Linked DNA regions of Mus musculus: region 2 is linked to region 1. Evidence: chromatin contacts called from public HiChIP or PLAC-seq data. All regions are on one chromosome and are shown on one strand. Each heading gives the region's core, a stretch centred on a gene start, on an enhancer-like site or on the middle of the called end of the contact. The rest is flanking DNA. Distances are from core to core; before and after follow the strand shown.

Region 1 (3,421 bases), core at 834-3,333:
GAGTAGCCCTATAAAAAGCCAGGGTTCTGAATCAAGCGTTGTGACCAAGGGCAGATTCCATCTTCTATCTTATGAGAGACTTTGATCTAGTTGACACCACAGGACTGTGAGCATCTCACAAGTGACACTGTCCAGCCATACACTCACATAGCTGCTGGAGCCTCTGCAGGTGGCTCTCTGTCAACCTCAGCTCACTCCGGCGCCCTTCCTACAAGTCATTCACACGTGGATCGCCAGGAGTCATCGATCTCATGAGGACTGCCGACAGAGTAAAGCCATGTGACACCTGGCCAGAGAACCTGGACAGCAGGGACGATTCCAGAGGTGGGAGCAGTGAACTGAACAAAGGAGACATGCCTGCTTGGCCCCAGTCACAGAGGCAGGAACATGAGAAATTACCCATTTGTGCCTGAAGGAAAAGAGTGTCCAACAGTAACTGAACATGGTCAGTGAAGTCCAAAGCTGGTAACGGTTGGTTGCTTGCTTCCTCAAATGGGCTTAATGACACTATCCCTATCCTATCCAAGAAACTGCCCCTTGGGGCAAAGGCAGGCCTGGTGAAGTGATCCCCACCCAACACACAGTGCCATCTGCCTCCGGGGAGAACAGCAAACCTGGAGTAGTAATGTAAGCCTTTGTTTCTCTGCTACAGCCTCCTGTAGCCTCTGGAACCTCCCCTCCCTGCTGACAGCTAAGGTATGATGGGGATTGGAACCCAGGGGGAGCATGTCTCTCCCTTCAGGCCAGACACTTACACCCTCACTCTGTGGAACTTCTCAAAACAGGGCATTTAGGAAGCGCCAGGAGGCTGGTTCCCCAAATCAGTAGGGGCCTTCACTGCTGGACCTAAACAGCAAACAGATAATGTGAGTCTCCTCAGGGTCCCTCGGCTGACTGGCAGTTTCCAGTGAGAGCTTGACCCAGGCTACCCCATGGGACAAAATTACAGTGGCCCTAGCTGCCACTCAAGAGGGCCCTTCTGTGTACATGACTACTCTGTCCTTCCATAACTTAGGTCATCCAACTGTATACAGGCCTCAGCCATACCCAACAAGCCAAGCAATCGCTGCTCCGTGTCCAAGCCGGTAGGCTCGTCGCTTTCGTAACTGCTCCCAAGCCTTCTCTCAGGATAAAAAGAGACCTCCCAAACCTAGGGCGGCCCATTGGGTGTGGCTGGCAGTCCCATATTCTCCTGGTGGTGGGGCCAGGAAGCAGAGCTGCAGACCATGGCTTCTCTTCCCGGGTGGCACCCAATTGATGGCCTGTCAGCTTCGAAAATGTTTTCATCTCTGGAAGAAACAACGCGTGAAAGAGCAGTTCTGAAAGCGGAATTAAGAGCTTGTTAGACACGGGCCTTGGGTCAGGGTAGGTGGCCTATCTGGGGGGCCTTGGAGGAGACATGCTGGGATTCTTTTTTTTTTTTTTTAACCCAGCCGTTCTCCCCCACAGTTCCCCGCTTAATGAAGCCGTTGTACAAGGCCCTGGGAGAGCCCACATGCTCCAAAGTAGTACCAAGTGTCCCATTACTGTAAACGGCCTTTTAGTTTTAAGCTAATGCTATATTTGGAAAGTAATAAATCCTGGGGAAATGATACTGAGACTAACGGGGAACATATTACCTTTCATGTGTGTTTTTCATGTTTAAGATTTCTTTGTTATTATCTGAGGAGTGAGGCTCTGCACACACTCTTGGGCAAAAAAAAAAAAAAAAAAAAAAAATAAGCCTTAAAGCAGTAATATTTTAATAAGCATCAAATGTCTTCGATGAGATAAAAGTATTATATAGTGTTTTGATATTGGGCTTTAGTTAAAGCCTCATTAAAAAAAAAGAAGAAGAAATTTTTCTCAGATGTACTGAGGGTTAGTGGGGATGTATTTTTAAATTCAGGTGGAAGGAAAAGTTCCAGTTTGGGTCAATTATGCTAATTAAATGCCACAAATGACTGAAATTGCCAGCGAATGGACTTATTTGTTGTTTATGCTATTGCCATTGATCAAAACCAGCAGCTAATGGCTTGGGAACTGGCTGGAGGCCTTGGTCTGAAGGAAGAGCAAACGCTGTGCACCAATCAGAGCCTTGGCTTACAGAAGCCTGGGGTTTCCCCAGCACTGCACTTCTTCTGTCAGAGTTTTGTGACAGCCCAGGCTGCCTCTCTGAAACTCACCTTCATTTGTCAATGAATGTTGGTCCTGTTCCCAGCCCCAGCTGGTAGGCACTGGAGGGGCCCAGGTTACAAAACGAAACCAAGACTCCTATTTCTTCACACACAGCCCGCACCCAGGCTAGAGCTCTGGGCTTGTCGAACCGAAAGGGAAAGCCATTAAGATTCTGCATTTGGCTGTAGAAAATGAGGAAACTGGGCGTTAGAGAGAGGAACTGATCTGCCCAAGGGCACACAGCAAGCTCATTGCAGAACCAAGAATAGAAAGGCTATCTCGGGAGTCCCAGTATCGGTCTCGTGCCTCACGCCCCCCCTCCCCCCCGCCCCGCTGTGATACAATGGAACTTCGGCTGCGCTCCCCTCCCACCCCCATACTCTCAGCTCCCTGCTGTGACAGTATGTCCCTTCTCAGTTGGTGACATAAGCACAAGCTTCAAGATTGGAATCAGGCAGTGGGTATGCCTCTGTGTCTTCATCTCTTAACTGAGAACAGGGTCAGGTTTCTACTGCAAAATGGAACGCCAAGGTTGAGGAGCCCGCTCCATCAGTAAAAAGCCTGCTGGTGCAAGCCTTTGGGCCTGACTCCCATCTCCAGAACCGAACCCAAGTAAAACAAAACAAAAAGGGCCATGCGCGCACGCGCACCCCCTCCCCCATACGTGCACCCCCCCCCAATCCTCCCACGGAATGCAGTTGACTCTGGAAAGATGGGACCTCAAAGCTGGCAGGGGACCCGTGGCATCAGGCTGATGTGTGGACGCCAGCATGCTCATGTAACTCCTTGACTCCAAATATTCTCAGGGTCGGCTCTCCAGGTGAATAACACTTCCAGAAAAGCTGCTACCGGAGGGAAGACATCAGGAACCTGGGAAGGAGGGGAGGTCCACAGACAAGGGTGACACCTCCACTTTGTCTCATTCAGGACCCGTTTGAGTGCTGTTCCCCATCTGCCTGGTTCCCTGGCAGGATGAGTGGGCTCTTCTCATATGAATCAGAATCACAGCTAGGCTAGCTGGGGGCGCCTTTACCTCACCAGTCTGGGCTTCTGGTCCTGCTTCAGCCACCTGACACGGAGCACTTCAGTGACTTTTCGCTCTGAGCCTCAGTTTGCTGGTGTGCAAAGTGGGAGGCCTTGTCTTGGAAAGCTGCAGTCGGCATGGCTTGCCAGGAGGCAGTTTCTGAGTATTGGGGACACAGAGCAACCAGGATTGTCTCAGCTTCGTCCTTGGGGATGTGTAGATAATTCCCAGCCACAGATA
Region 2 (3,482 bases), core at 573-3,072, 120 kb after region 1:
AATATGATGGTTGGTGTAGGGGTCGGAGGCAACAACAACAACAGTTAATAACAATAGCTTGTGCTTATTGAGTTCTGGTGCACTGGGTCAAAGGTTAAGTGCTTTCTCTGGGTTATTCATTGATCTCTCACCAGGGCAGGGAGGGAGACCTGAGCGGCAGAGTTCCTGTGATTATCACCGCTACCCCATTTTGCCATTGAGGAAGTAGACACCTCATTAGTTATTTTTCTCAAGGTCAGTTAGGATTCAAACCCAGGCTAGTGTGGTTGGCGTACTGCTGGCATAGTCTCCTGCTAAGCTGGCTATTTAAAGCCATGCTCAGGACTAAGGATGTGGCTGAGAGGCAGAGTGTATACCTGAGGGCTTGAGCTGGATTCTCAGCACTGAAAAGGCTAAACAGAAGGCCTACCTGTTTTCAAAACCTGTGGCTACCACCCAGCTTCCTAGACTGTACAGAGAGCCCATGGGGCCTCTGCTATATGCACAACCTGGGCACTCTTCATTGGAGATTGCTGTTCTTAGTGTGTCCTGAATTTGAGCCACTATCTCCTGGGAACATCTCAGAGCTTAAGAACTGGGATCCTGTCCCAGGCTCATGTTCTGTAGGTCTGGGACAGGCGCCTGCGTTTGTACTTTTACCATGAGTCCAAGGCAGTGGTTCCCAACTCTGGCCTCATATCATAGGTACCTGGGAAGTGCTGAGAACAGGGCCCAGACAATGGCCTAGACACCCAGATTAGCATCCTTTGGGTGTCAGGTCTAGCATCGTTTGGATAATAGCTTCCAGGTGACTTCAGTGAAACATAGTTGAGAGACTCTGGCCTTGACATCCTGCAGTTTACCACAGCTTCTTCTCACTCAGGACGGAGCTGTGTATCGTGCATAGTCTGTGTCCTGGTGGAGGACAGGTGTACCAAGCTCCCCGCCCCCTTTTCTTTCCAGTGGGACGGAAGGCTAGTTTGTTTCTTTAAATTTGACTTGTACTACATGGAAAAAAAAAAAAGAAACTGTCTGCATTCAGAGTTCTGCAGGTGGCTAGGGATCTGTTTTCAGAGTGCTCTGTGGACAGGGAGCCCATGATGACCACTCTCTAACTAGGTTAGAACAAGAGAGGAGATATGTTGTGGCATCACAGGCAGGAGACTGCAGAGCCCTGGAGCATAGGCGAGGGACAGCCTCTTGCTTCTCACATTGGCAGGTCATGCTGAAGTCCAGGTTTGAATTCTGTTGGTTTGAAGCTGGAAACTAGCCATAGCTGGCTCTTGGAGCAGAGCAAAGGAAAGGTCCATGTGGACAGCCCTGGAAAGTGAGCGACAGAGAAAAAGACAGCCTTCACTTTTCCAGGGTTCTACACCTCAGTGGGAGCGGGGCAAGATGGGAATTGAGGGGTACAGTACAGTTTTAGTTTATAAATGTCTTGCCTGAATGTTAGATTATATGTCCCATGTGTGTGCCTGGTTTCCATGGTGCTCAGCAGAGGGCATTGGATTCTCTGAAACTGGTGTATGGATGGTTGTGAGCCACAAAGTGGGTGCTGGGAATCGAACCTAGGTCCTCTCCAAGAGCTCCAAGTGCTCTTCACTGCTGAACCCTTTCCCCAGCTCCTACACCTGTCGTTTAAACTCCAAGTTAGTGCCTTGACTTGAAGTCAACAGCAGCTGCCCTACACTGGCCAGATGATATTGTCTGGCCTCCCTACATTTCTTTACTGCCCCGTGGCTCTTCATTTGGTCGCTCCGTCTGTGTCACAGCCCTGCACGTCTTCACTTGGTCTGCCCCATTGTGCCGCATGGAGAGACAAGCTTGTGTGGGTATTGAGAGGATGGCTTAGCATGCAGGCGCAGTTCTAGTTCCACACCAGAAAGTGAAAACTACTGTCCCGTCAGCTGTCCGAGTGTCCCCACCATATGGGCCACACAGTGAGTGCATAAGAGAGAAAGTTTATGTTTCGTTTTATGATATTTACACTTTTTAAATAAAGTCCTTGACAATTACAGGTGCTGTTTAGCTGAGCGCCGAACTTTCTAAATGGGTTAGAGCTGGTATTTACAGCCTTATCAAGCCTGGCTCTTTATTTGTTTCTGGTGTTCTGTTGGGACAGCTGGTATCGAGTCCTAATCAAGCAGATAAATGACTGCCATTTCTTTTTTCCCCCTTGGCTGGCTTATCATGCTGGCAGCAGAGTTATCCCAGAGGGAGGGTCCTACCCAAACCATAGCTTGGCGGTAAATTTAGTGCTTAATCAGATTGCAGAAGAAAGTTTCAAAGTAGCTGCATGCACCGTGTAACTTATTATAGAAGGAAACATTAGAATCAAAGGTGTGTGGGCTCTTTGAAGCATCCTCACAAAAACCTCGGTTTTGAAACATGTATTTAGGAAAGCATCGGCTTACACCCGTTTCCATGCAGGCAGGAAGCCGGGCTGCAACCTTCCTGCCTTTGCTATTGGATAGAAGTGGGGTGAGTGACAGGTAGGGTGAGGCTGCTTGGCCCAGTATCTGTCAGCCTCAGGACCGGTGGTATTTTGACCCAGGCGGTGGAGGAAAGTGTCTGTATTATCATCTCTGAGGAGGCGTGACAACTGAAAGTACTCCCAGAAAGGACCTGGTGCTCCTTGGGGGTCAGAGTCACCTCTGGCAGGGAATCACTTCTAGTTTAAAGAGTGTGTCCTCCTTCTGATGCGGTCATGGCCACACCCCCTCTGCTGTTGCATTTTAAAGGAACAGGAGAATAGATGGGGACCCTGAGGGTGGGGGTGTCACGGATAGCCTGGGGTTGAGCCTCAGGTGTGCCAAGCTTCCCTCTCCTGCTCTGTGAAGTGGGGTCATGGTGGCACCAAGGTGGTTTCCTGGCATTGTTGAGAGGATGAATAGGGCACGGTTTGGCATGGGCTGGGCAGTGCAGAGGTGCCCAGGAGGGTACTTGCTGAATGCTGGCTGCCATCTTTGCCACTGACACCCATGAGGTCCGTGATTGCAGGGCTGGAATACAGCTCATCCGGACATGCAGTGTCTCGTCTTTGTTTGCTGTCAGATCCGTCCCCCGCCCCCCCTCGCCGCCGCCACATGATGGATTTGATAGCCTTGGCTATCTGCGATGGCAGATTTATGAGTTCTGTTTGTTACTGTTGACGTTTGTCTTATGTCACATGAAGGCTGTGCCTCAACTCTGACATGCAGGGTCTTCCTAAGGGCTGGGGTTGTTGTGTTTTGCTCCTATTCGTATCCTTATAGTTGGAGCTGTAGTAGGCGGACAGGAGGCGTGAGGGGTTAAATACTTCATGGAATTTGTGAGAAGGTAACGCGCTAATTAGAGTGCTTGCCTAGCATGCATGGACACTGGGCTCAATCATAGCGCTGTACCAACTGCCTGTATAAACTGCAATGTAATCCCAGCACTCAGAAGATGGAGGTCATCCTTGGCTACCAAGTGAATTCAGGATCAGCCTGACCTACATAAGTTCCTGTCACAGACAGATTGGC

The links. HiChIP or PLAC-seq counts read pairs in DNA pulled down with a chosen protein or histone mark.
Region 2: an H3K27ac HiChIP or PLAC-seq map of extraembryonic endoderm stem cells shows a contact between it and region 1. The contact joins two enhancer-like sites. A contact is called at or near these places in 1 of 484 Hi-C or Micro-C datasets (bone marrow-derived macrophages) and 4 of 115 datasets of contacts at active chromatin or transcription factors (embryonic limb bud, embryonic stem cells, extraembryonic endoderm stem cells and 1 more).

What each region holds. Positions count from the first base shown.
Region 1 is chr19:55,641,263-55,644,683 of GRCm38.p6, forward strand. 4930552P12Rik (RIKEN cDNA 4930552P12 gene) reads right to left here. Exons shown (of 4, transcript NR_045318.1): 3 at 2,166-2,339; 4 at 1-1,289. Among named protein-coding and RNA genes, the nearest start is that of Gm41871, 58 kb to the right of the region's middle. Within about 2 kb of position 2,084, at least 219 of the 459 cell types and tissues checked have an H3K27ac peak or open chromatin away from gene starts, as enhancers often do. A contact at or near this core is called in extraembryonic endoderm stem cells, where this site is marked.
Region 2 is chr19:55,761,164-55,764,645 of GRCm38.p6, forward strand. All of the region lies in intron 4 of Tcf7l2 (transcription factor 7 like 2, T cell specific, HMG box), which reads left to right. Among named protein-coding and RNA genes, the nearest start is that of Gm31734, 20 kb to the left of the region's middle. Within about 2 kb of position 1,823, at least 8 of the 459 cell types and tissues checked have an H3K27ac peak or open chromatin away from gene starts, as enhancers often do. A contact at or near this core is called in extraembryonic endoderm stem cells, where this site is marked.